Linked DNA regions of Hordeum vulgare: region 2 is linked to region 1. A link is a contact called in public Hi-C data. All regions are on one chromosome and are shown on one strand. The core of a region is the stretch at or near the end of the contact, and the rest is flanking DNA. Distances in the headings are between cores, read along the strand shown. Region 1 has its middle 140 kb from the start of LOC123447893. Region 2 overlaps LOC123447893 (transcriptional corepressor SEUSS-like).

What was found. Hi-C and Micro-C count contacts between places; a contact is called where the count stands out from the background.
Region 2: a contact with region 1 is called in a Hi-C map of leaf, with 6 times the contacts expected there. The contact joins two enhancer-like sites. A contact is called at or near these places in 2 of 6 Hi-C or Micro-C datasets (leaf and seedling).

The regions. Positions count from the first base shown.
Region 1 is chr4H:65,468,687-65,474,872 of MorexV3_pseudomolecules_assembly, reverse strand. No RefSeq gene overlaps it. Among protein-coding and RNA genes, the nearest start is that of LOC123447893, 140 kb to the left of the region's middle. Within about 2 kb of position 3,247, at least 1 of the 3 cell types and tissues checked has open chromatin away from gene starts, as enhancers often do. A contact at or near this core is called in leaf, where this site is marked.
Region 2 is chr4H:65,595,074-65,601,259 of MorexV3_pseudomolecules_assembly, reverse strand. It overlaps LOC123447893 (transcriptional corepressor SEUSS-like), which reads left to right. Exons shown (of 10, transcript XM_045124609.1): 10 at 400-1,901. The coding sequence ends at 1,382. Among protein-coding and RNA genes, the nearest start is that of LOC123447893, 12 kb to the left of the region's middle. Within about 2 kb of position 2,444, at least 1 of the 3 cell types and tissues checked has open chromatin away from gene starts, as enhancers often do. A contact at or near this core is called in leaf, where this site is marked.

The DNA.
Region 1 (6,186 bases), core at 1,998-4,497:
TGGGTTGCGTCATCAAGCTACAAAAAACATGTTGATGATAAGATGACATAACTTAAAGGAGCATATGTGACATAAATTAAAACAATGAAATATTCTCTTACCGAATGGCATAGGTAGGCGAGGCCGGCGGACCCCCAGCTGTACCCTGCACCCTAGTCAGCTAGGAAGTCAAGATACATCCATAGGGATGTGTCCCCAAAGCAGTATGGAAAAACAACATTTGTGAGAAGGTACCATAGGTAGGCCCTGGCGTACTGCTCCACCACTCGGGTTTCGACACCATCCGGGCAATTGCTCTGGTGCTTCAGAAGCCAGGGAAATAGTACGCTGGAAGTACGGTTAGCCTTAGTGGGAGAGCGGTCGCCGATAAGGGCGATAACCCTATCCTCCCAGTTCCTCCTGTCTACTCGGCCTATGAGAGCACGACCATCGATCGGTAGGGCTATAATCATCCCCCAATCCTCGAGGGTCACCGTCATCTCCCCACATAGAAGATGGAAACTGTGCGTCTCTTGCCACCATCGGTCGATCAAAGCTGTGAGAGCCGAGAGGACAAGCGTCGGCGGCTTACGCTTGAACTACATGACGAAATCCAACAGTGGGGCTCTCTTGTAGAACTGCGCGTAGTGCTCGTTGTACACCATCTTAACGGTCGTCCTGTGACCCCTCATCTGCATTGGCGGAAGCATATGCCAAAATGAAGACCCAAATAATTAGTAACATATTTTCATCAATTTGAACAACTTTGTTCAACAATGGTAATTACCACTCCATTCTCAATGAAACGGACACGATGACCCTTGTCGAACGTAGAGTCAAGCATGGTATACTTAGTTCCGATGTTGTCCGCAAGAGGTGCCCTCCTATTTTTTTTTGCATAAACCTAAGCATAGATAAGAATAAGCATAATTAAAATAGCATAAGCATGAATAAACAAACACTATTAATAATTTTTATTCATTCAATTTGAAAACATGATTCTCATAAGCATGATTCATTTATTCATTTTCCATAAGATTGTTTTAACATTATTTAATCATTTCTTTAATTTCTAAAAAATAAGTAAATACATACAATTTTCTCCAACATCACTATATCCAAGGCTTGATTCATATCACAAAGGTTAATCACATCAAAACAAACCTATGAATTCATTCCTTCAACATGCATCATATCAAGATTTTTTTACATGAACTAGGGTTCATCATGCAACTAGGATTCATCATGTAGTTCATCATGAAAATACATACAATCTCTCCAACGAGTAAATACAAGTTCAAATCCAACCCCATAGAACATCTAGAATCAACCTAAAATCATGTGGTACAAAAACATTAAATCTAGTTTGAAAATAGGAGTGGCTTCAATCAAATAATGCGACGAATCGGAAGCTATTTGACTAAAACTAAATGGAACGATCAGAGGAGCTTACTTTTCTCGTTTCGGAGACATCTCGATCCGCAAAAATGGTGAAGAAACGGAAGAGATCCGAGGGAGAGAGTGGAGGAGACAAGAGAGGTTCCCCCTCTCGGTTCTTGAGGCTGCCGCGGGGTGGGGTGGGGAGGAGATGGGGAGGGCGAACCGGCGGTTCAGCCTTATAATGTTTCAGACCCTACCGCCAGACACTGCGGTGGTGGGTTATCACGTCCTACAGCCAGCCTATGTGGCGGTAGGGCCGTAACAACGATCGTCAGTTACACGTTGACGTGGTTAAGTGAGCTACCGTCGAGTGCTCGGGCTGTAGCCTGGGTAAACCTGCCTCCGCAGGGTGTGGCGGTAGGTAAAAGGGTCAGATTCGAAAAAAATAATCCCACCGGGGTCACATCCAGCTTAACGTTACTAAAAAGGTCAAAACAGTGAATTTGACCTCCACCCGCGACACTGTGGCCGACCGCGTTATCCTTGGCTCTGGGTCGCTCTCGGGTTGGTGTGGCCGGAGACACCGCAACCATCCGCAACTCCCCGTCTTTGCCTCGGGCTGTGCCTCACCATCTTCTTCTCTCCCGAATCAACCATGTAAAGTTTTTTTTAACACAGTACAAATGCAAGCTCTTATATACACGTACATATACTCATCCTTATGAACATACGCACGCACACCACATTCCTATGAGCACTTTTGAATCAAGGGAAGTTGCATTTTCAAGTAGCCTACAAATAGCAAACACGGAATTTAGTGGGTTGTTTCCACTAGTGTTATCATTATTTACATATTTATATTAGAGTTTCTGGTCCTGGTGACTAACCTAAAAAAGATGCTGGATTGGGCGATAGGAGACCTGCCTGAATCTTGCAGGTGACATATATGAGGCTGCAAATCATCATATTCCGTAGTTCAGAAGCATCCATCACATTCCACATCAACCTTGCTTCCATCATAGGGTAGTTGTGATTAGTTGCACACATTACCACCAATAAGTTAACCTGATGTGACATTTCTTAATACTGGCTAGTAACCACTAGCTTTCCGAACGGCTTGCGTGCACCAGATGGCACAACAATACCAGTTGGAAGCTAAATTTTTTATTTATTACAAACATAATAATATAATACTTTCTCTCCTTTTCCTTCCTGCCCACAGCATATTCATACATACATGATTGATCGAGAGTGCCTCGAATTATCTAGGAAGAGCGTTAGGGCTACTTTATCTTTTGTTAAAGTTGTACTTCAGATAAACTCTAAGAAAGATGATGCTTCTCATCACATAAAGAGACCAAATTATGCTAAGATTCAATCCGGTGTCCGGGCTCCTGCATCCGGTGAACAGTAAATAATAGAAAAAACTGAGTTTTTTTATGCAGAATGATTTGGTGCGGCAGGTGCGGGCAAAATTTCACAGCTAAATGACATTTAAGAAGCTTGAGAGAAAAAAATAAGTTCCAAACTGTGCTGTTTTCGAAGTATTATCGTATGTCTCAAATTTATCCTTTTTGCTGAGAGATATTGAAATGTCCAAACTTCGCGAAATGTTGCATGGACTCTACGTACATGAGCATCTCACATCACAAGAAAAATTGGATTTTTTAAATCTTGTTTACTACTTTGCACTATTTTATTGTTTACATGCGGGTGCAAATGCACCCGAGAGCCAAAACACTTCAGAATTGTGTGTAAGTTTGTACTTAATAGCAGGATTCAAAGACGTGTTAACCAAGAAAAGGTATTTATTGTTAATGAAGTACACCAAAACTAATACACTCATAAACAAATAGATGGAGGATAAACTACGCTAAGCCTCCTTTTTATGATGATTGGGACTTTCTTTATATTTGTGTAATCAGTGTGATTGTGATTCTATGGTCCAAAGGCAATAGAACTTTTCCTTTATCTCCAAAAGATATCAGTATATAAGAAAACTGTATATAGCCTTTTTCGGTTGGACATCGACATTTTCCCAGTGGGCGTGCACCTTGGCTATAAAAAAATGATAGAACATAACTTGTATATATTAAACTGTAGAAGAATCTAGCAACACAAAACAACCCAGATAAGACACATTGCATGACAGGATCCAAGGGAAATATGATACTCCAAGGACTAGCTTCATTACGTAGTACTCTCTCTTTTTTAAAATAAATGTCTCAAGTTTAATATAACTTTGTATGATATTTAATATAAAATTAAAATACTTATTTAAAACGACAGGAATAGGTTCTATGAAAAAAAAAATACAATGAGAGCATAAGCCGAATTTACAGATGCATGCATCTGCCCGGCTGCGCCTGACCGCATCATTGCATGGCGGTCCGCAAACTGATTTGACCCACCACAGTTCTCAGCACAGTTTAAGTTTTAGCACCCATTCGTTTCTACTCGTTCTGTACACTAATATAGAAACGTTTAGATCATTAAAATAGTGATCTAAACACTCTTATTACAGAGAAAGTACAAGTTCTAATGGATGAAACATCGTGAAGATTTAAGAACTTGTTAAAACTTATTCAAAAGTAGTTTCATTTTAAATCCGTTGTCACAAGGAACCGAATATGCTTATAGTAGTTTACAGAGGAAGTACATATTTTAATGGATGAAACATCGTGAAGATTTAAGAACTTGTTAAAACTTATTCAAAACTAGTTTCATTTTAAATCCGTTGTCACAAGGAACCGAATATGCAAACAAAATACAGATTGTACTTTCCGTTCAAAAGATATAGGGGTTGTTTGGTCCGAGACTAAGTTTGCCTAATGAGATCTTCACCACCAACTCCCAAAGCACCTACATGTGTTTGGACCACATGGTCCAGATCTCGAAAGTCATCCAACACGGTCCTGTATCGTTTCGTCCCGCAGTCCGGAACACGTTTCTCCCGCAAATTGAAACCAAACCCGGGGGAGAGGGCTTTACAGGAGTCCGCAAAAGAGACACATCTCTTACACTAGCCCAGCCAAAAAGAAGGCGGAGCATGTGCTTTTGTAGCACCTTCATTGTTTCCGCACCGAAATCCCCCACTGTCTTCTTCCATCCCGCTGCTCTCCACCCAATCCCCGTACTTTTCTCCCACTTCCTTCCTCGCTCTCTCCACACACACATTGAACCAAATAAGGACCTTCCGGAGATGGAGGTGCTGGTGGTGGTGCAGAATGATCCCCACATCACCCTCGTCTAGAAGATCAACTCGACGACGCGACAAATTCACCGCGTCAAAGCGAAGGGCACAAAGGAGGGGAATCTTAAGAAGGGGAATGTCGGCGGCGGGTGTTTTGATGGCAACGGTGGCGGTGGGTGTGCTGGTCACACACGTGGTGGAGGTCGCAGCCCGGGTCGTTGAGCCTTGATGGTAAAGCCCTCCGTCGAGATGCCGCCATGGCCCCCAGTAGCTCGGTAGGAAGTCCACAACAACCACCATTGGGCAAGTACCTGGCATCATCGACGTAAACACGACACCACTGCTCTTCTTGGAGTCTTCGTTGTCGTGGCTCGTCCGGCACGGACTGGGGTTAGGAGCACATGGTGTGTGCACGTTGTTCGCTACTATGCCTAAAGCAGGCGAGAAGGCGTACGGCGACGCAAACATGGAGATGTTTGACATCATCCACGACAGAGGCGAGGGTCGAGGTGATTATGAGGACGGGCAGGTGGAAGACTCGAATCCCACCCAATTTGGAAACTACACCCCCACGTAACAGGGCTACACCTAGACTGGCATGCAACAGTCCTACACCCACACTCGCATGGGCACACAACAACAAGAGGTGGAGGAGAACGAGGAGGACCGCGAGGACAATGATCCGGATGATTTTAGCGGTGATCCGAATAAGAAGAGTTCACTAGCCTCGGTCCGATCCATGGCACGGAGCAAAATGCCTCAACTTTTTGGGCCAACATTCACACATGGTTCCATGAACACAAGCATTTCGTACCCAACTCCGATGCGCTCATCCGCAAACGTGAACCAAAGTCCCCCAACCATCGATGGTACACCATCTAAGAAGCCATCTCGAAATACAACGACCACTTAGTGCATCTCATCGAACGGTGGTCTAGTGGTGCGCAAATCACCGACAAAGTAAGTTCATTGGATGGATATCCATAGTATTGTTGAGCACTAGAGGTATGTGTGCATAGTCTTGCTGATTAATAGCCGGATGTGTGCATAGTTTTATTGATTGGTAGTCGAACGTGCATAGTTTAGTTGATCACTAGCCGGATGTGTGCATAGTTTTGTTGACAATGTTGTTGGATGTGCATAGTTTTGTTGATGACTAGCCGGATGTGCGTAGTTTCATTGATCAATAACTCGATGTGGTTTTGTTCACAATGTGTCCAGATGTGCATATTTTGTTGATGACTAACCGCATGTGCTTAGTGTTGTTGATCACTAGCCGGATGTTTGCACAGTTTTGTTGAAAATGCCGACGGATGTGCATAGTTTTGTTGGTCACTAGCCATATTTACATAGTTTTGTTGATCACTAGTCGACGTGTGCATATTTTTGTTGATCACTAGATGGATGTGTGCACAGTTATGTTAATCACTAGTGGGATGTGTGCATAGTTTTGTTGACAATGCTTTATTTGTTTCCTTCTCAGGCGTGTACGGTATTGAAGAAGTTGGAGAAGCAAAAATTCAACAACATGCATTGTTGGTTGGAGTTGAATGAGCAACCATGGTACGTATACACACTGTTCAAGAATTCGTCCGATTAACCAGTTAACTTGCCAGTTAATCGCTACTCTTAGG
Region 2 (6,186 bases), core at 1,195-3,694, 130 kb before region 1:
CTTCCGCTGCCCACGTCATAAAGCACCAACTCATCCAAAAGTCCGAACTGTAGGAGAGGGCCGGACATACGTGGCTGTTGATTTCAAGTTTCCAACCACTACCGTAGGCAAGGAATCTGTAATCACCTGATTGCCATAAACTAAAGTTGACAATGCATCTCTGGTAGGAAGCAGCCTCTTAATACTCCTAGACTGTTGGTGCTTGCACCTGATCCTCATGGGGATGGCTGGGGAACTGAGTTGCCTGGTTCCTGCTGATTTAGTTCCCGTTCATGAAACACAGTAGCATGTTGGTATTGCCATTCAACAGCTTGTGATTTCTAGTCATATTATGGCCTTCTATTTGCTAATTTATGTTTGTTTGTCCACATGTAACACTTGCTGTTATTTCTATTTCAGATAGCCTTCACAACTTTCCTCGGAGAACTCCATCAGGTATTAACCCTAATCAACAACATCAGCAACAGCCTGAAGAGCAGCAATCTGTTCCCCAGAGTTCAAACCAAAGTGGCCAAAATTCTGCACCTATGGCTGGTGTGCAGGCTTCTGCCTCTGCCAATGCAGATGTGACATCAAATAATTCTTTGACATGTGCACCCTCTACATCTGCACCCTCGCCATCTGTTGTTGGGCTCCTCCAAGGTTCAGTGAATTCTTCTAGACAAGATCATTCAATGAGCAACGTAAATGGTCTGTATAACAATGGGGATGATGGTGTGATTCCCAAGGTGAACTCTACAAATTCATTGCAGTCAAATCCGTCTCCCTCTTTCTCTTCCCAGGTGCCCACATCGTCCAATAACAACATGATGCCTGCCCCTCAGAACACAAACCAACTCAGTTCGCCAGCAGTATCATCATCAAACTTGACTCCAATGCAGCCACCTGCAACTCGGGCTCAGGAACCTGAGCCAAGTGATTCCCAAAGCTCGGTACAGAGAATCTTGCAAGAGATGATGTCATCACAAATGAATGGTGTTGGCCATGGAGCAAATGACATGAAGAGACCAAACGGACTTGCTCCTGGTATTAATGGGGTTAACTGCTTAGTTGGTAATGCGGTCTCAAATCACTCAGGAGTGGGAGGAATGGGATTTGGGGCCATGGGTGGATTTGGATCAAATAGTGCAGCTAGTCTGAGAATGGCAATGGCAAACAATGCAATGACAATGAATGGCAATGCAATGGCAATGAATGGCAGGATGGGGATGCATCACAGTGCACATGACCTATCACAGTTGGGCCAGCAGCAGCAGCAGCAGCAACACCAGCAGCACCAGCAGCACCAGCAACAGCATGACATAGGAAATCAGCTGCTGGGTGGACTTAGAGCCGCAAATAGCTTCAATAATATCCAGTATGACTGGAAACCCTCTCAATAAGATTGACCTGAAAATACAAGTTCAATATGATGATGATGCAGCTGCCCTCAATGGGCTCATTGCTTATGGAGAGCGTCAATTGCTTGCCATGACCCCTCGTGTCAAAGCATTGGGGCCTTTGCACCAAGGGTGCCATGGAAAGGAATCATAGGCGATGGCAAGCATCTGAGCTCGCGGCTGTATGTCGCATCTGCCCTGTGTATTATGCAACTATGGTACTGGGCTACCTTCCTCGGTTATCTTACCGAAAGATAGAGTTAAAAGATTAGAATCTGCCTGCACTGGGCATGGTCGGTGTCAGTGTTTGGTGTTATTTCTCACCCGGAAAAGAAGTTTTCCCTCCTTTTTTTTCCTTAACGGATGACATCCGAACTGTAATTTATCACCGCCCTTGCTGTAGCAATCATATGTGCTGATATCTTCGCCTGAGAATTCTCTCTTTGTAGCCTTACTGTACTCTGTATAAGCTGTCATATTGACTAGTGGAAAAAGTATCAAGAATGTTTCTGTCTGGTAAAAGGTGCATTCTTCTATCCTAAATGTTTCTGTCAGTGATATGTTGTTGAAATAAGTAGGTTCTACCATTTTAATTTGTTATATGGCATCAGGCAGCTCGCTAAACACCTAGCGTGGTTCTTTAGTAATTTCTGAATATTGTCTGCCGTGTTTGACTGCATGGGCGCATAAGTAAGATTTTTCTGAATTGTTGGGCATTTTTTCTTCTGACAAATTGACTTGTGGGCCATAGGTTGGTCATAACCCACCCTAAATTTGTATGTTGTCTGTAGAAAAATAGAGATCATTATTATGGAAGGGTTGAATTCTTCTCAGTGTCACGTCATGTGTTAAGATACTTTCTCTGTATGTAAATATACTTATAGTTGGAAAGAACCAGGCTAGTTTTCTCTAACTACAAATATTTTTAGATACAGAAAGGGATACCCGTGTGTGTTGAAGTCTCTAATTTCTTGGATTATGCCGTTTTTCTTGGAGGCAGTCTTCCTCGCGCTTTAGGGCTGGTGCGTCGCCGCTGCTGGCCCTTTGTCATTCTCGTGAGCCTTGCTTCATGTACTGACGAGGTGCTCCCTCCGCAGGTTTTAGTCCCCTAGCAAAGAAAGCTAGGGTTTGATGTCCCCCGGCAGCTTCGTTGACTCACAGTTCTTCCGTCAAATCACCACTAACGTCAAATCACCATTAAAAAAGCTGGGATCTGCTGTCCTTCGGTGGCTACGTCAACTAGAGTTTGGTTCGTCACCGATCACTAGGTGCACGCCGTCTTCATTGGAGGCTAAATCGTGTCACCATGAAAATCTTAAGTTGGAATTGCCGCGGTTTGCAGTAAGCTGTGGCAATACGAGCACTTGTGGCAGTACAAAAGCGAAGGAGCACGGATATTATGTTTTTGATGAAAACACATCTTGATGATTATCCTGCGGAGTGTATGCACAGAAGACTCAAGATGGATCATAAATTAGTTTTTCATAGCGACGGGCGTTCTGGTGGCCTAATTTTGTATTGAAAAAGGAGATAGCTTTGTCACTCAGAGATAAAATTGTCAACTTCATCGATGTCTTTGTGGGAAAAGGGCAAGATAACCTTTGGAGATTTATTGGTATGTAGTGGCGAGCCGAAGTGGAAGGATAAACATCTTACATGGAAGGGCATGAAAGATCTGAATGGGGTTTGTAGTGTTCCATGGTTGGTTATAATGAGGGCGTGAATGACATGCCGACTCATTCCATGCAGTCTTCCAGAGATACTTTGGAAGAGTGTAATTTGGTTGACCATGGTTATAAAGGAGATAAGTTCACATGGCATAGAGGCCTTATTAGAGAAAGGTTGGACCAAACCCTAACAAATAAAGCATGGAGCATGCGATTTCCGAGTGCAACTCTCGAGCACTTGGATTACTACAAATCGGACCGAAGACCCTTGCTTACGAGTCTGATAGAGGAAGAGATCAATGAAAATAACGGGCCAACGATGTTGAGATTTGAGGCTAGTTGGCTTCGGGAGCCCAAGTTCCGTGAAGTGGTACATGAGGCGTGGTTGGCGTCGAATCGTGGATGAGTAAGTGATCTCACATCTCGGCTAGCAAAAGTGCATGAACATTTGCACAAGTGGGATAGGACGGTCCTCAAGAAGAGTTCAAGACATATGAGCAGAGTCCAAAATGAGTTGAAACAGTTGGCTAGAGCTGAATTGTTACGGGAGAATGTTATTAGCCAGAGGGAGTTAACTAAGGAAATCAAGAAACTACTTCAGCTAGAAGAGATCCATTGGGGTCAAAGTTGCGGTTTGGATAGGTTAAAGTTTGGGGACAAGAACACCCAATATTTTTAACATTTTTCTTCAGCAATAAAGAAGAGAAACACATAAAACAATTGCTGAATGAGAAAGGAGCTATGCTAGAGGGAACATCCTACTTGGATCCGCATATCTCTGGTTACTTCACCGAGCTGTTTTCTTCAGAGATTGATGAGCCTGATCCGGTGCTGTTAAATAAGGTGGTACCTCGTGCGACAATGGAGATGAATCAGGGGTTTATGAAGCCGTATACTGTCGAGGATGCGAAGAAGGCTTTGTTTTCCATTGGTGATCTTAAATCCCCAGGTACTGACGGTCTCCACGCCATTTTCTTTATAAAATGTTGGCACATTTTAGGGGATGTTTTATCTGCGGAAGTTATTAATGCGATATATAATAAAATCAGCCCGAGGGGTGGAGTGACATAGTCATAGTTCTGATTCCGAAGGTAGATGAACCAGAGAGAATTTTGCAGTATAGGCCTATTAGCGTATGTAATGTGCTCTATAAGGTGATCTCCAAAATGATCGTGCTCCGCATTAAATCTTGCCTTGATGATTTTATTTCGCCCGTGCAAAGTGCATTTGTCCCTGGGTGCCTCATTACAAATAATATTGTTTTGGAGTATGAATGTTTGCACATAGTTAAGAACAAAAAGAAGGGGAAGGTGGGATATTGTGCGGTTAAATTGGACATGCATAAAGCGTATGCTCATGTAGAGTGAAAGTTTATGGAGAATATGATGTTGAAGTTGGGTTTTCATGAAGAAATTGTGCAACTCCTAATGGCATGTGTGACCTCTATAAAATACAAGGTTCGGTTTAATGATCAAGAGACTCAAGGATCTATTCTGACTAGGGGGCTCCGTCAAGGGGATCCCTTATCACCATATTTGTTTCTATTGTGTGCGTAAGGCTTATATAGTACCTTGGCTCATTAAGAGGAGGTTCGTGGCATTGAAGATATCCGAGTGTGCAGAAATGCACCATTAGTATCACATCTACTTTTAGTTGATGATTCCTCGATCCTTATGAAGGTTAATATGTCTAATGCAACCTCGTTAAGTCAAGTATTGGATGAATACTGTGCTAGCTCAGGACAATTGGTGAGTGTTGGAAAGAGTAGTATTTGTTTGAGTCCAAATGTAAATGTAGATGTGAAGGCTGACATGTGTGCATAATTAAATATCATGACTGGAGCAGTCTGAGATACATATCTTGGTCTTCCTTCTATGGTGGGCCTAGATAGAAGTGATAGTTCCACCCACCTTGTTAAAAGAATCATTACAATGTTGAAGGGTTGGAAGGAGAAAATCTTGTCCATGGGAGGCAAAGAGATCCTACTGAAGGCAGTGATCCATTCTATTCTTGTTTTTGATATGGATGTTTTTAATATCCCAAAGAAATTGTGTAAAGAAATTATGGATGCAATAGCAGGATTCTGGTGGGGTGATACGTGGGAAGAGAACAAAATGCATTGGCTAGCGTGGTGGCGCATGTGCCTTCCAAAGGAGAAAGGAAGCATGGGCTTTTGAGATCTACATGCTTTTAATCTAGCCAAGCAGAGGTGGAGGATGATAACACACCCCAATACACTTTGTGCTTAGGTGTTACGAGCAAAGTATTTTCCAGATGGTAATTTACTCAAAGCTGGCCCAAAGAAAGGATCTTCTTTTACTTGGCAAAGTATCATGGCTGGGTTGCAACCTTCCAGGAGGGGATATTTTTGGAGAGTGGGGACAGGATAAACAATAAATATTTGGAAGGATCACTAGATACCTATCAGCCCCACAAGAACGGTATACATGCAAAAGGGGGCATCTTACTGAGAACAGTTGGTGAGTTAATTGATCCACTTTCGGGGTCATGGGATGAACTTCTAATCAGAAACATTTTCCTACTCGTGGATGCACAAAGAATTTTGAAAATTCCCCTATCCGAGCACCTGAATGAGGACTTTCTGGCAAGGCATAAAACAATGTCCTTTACCTTTTCGGTCTGTTCAACATACTATACCGAGTGGGAACACCAATTTGGCCCTCGTATGCCGAGTATAGATGGTTCTTCGACTATAAATCTAGTGTGGGCAATCGCGTGGAAGTTACGAGTTCTAAGAAAAACTAAAATATACGCGTGGCATGCGCTACGAGGGGTGATCCGAGGAATGGGTGTACTTTCTCATCGACATATTAAAGTTTCACCATAGTGCCCAATTTGCACGGATGGGGCAGAGGACATCACACATTTATTGTTCATTTGCGACACGACTCGTAAGGTATGGAAGGCTTTGGGAGTTATGGATCATATTCAGAAGGTTTTGTTGGTAGATCGCTCTCGCTCAGCTGTTCTAGAAGAATTGTTGCAGTGCCCAGCTAAAAAAATCTATGATTCTTGGCCATTTTGGTCTTTCTGAGACAATGGTGTACCCGCTTGGTATATATGGTGGGAACGTCGTGAAATGAAGAAAGGGATTAAGGTAAAGACGCCCACAAGCTCAA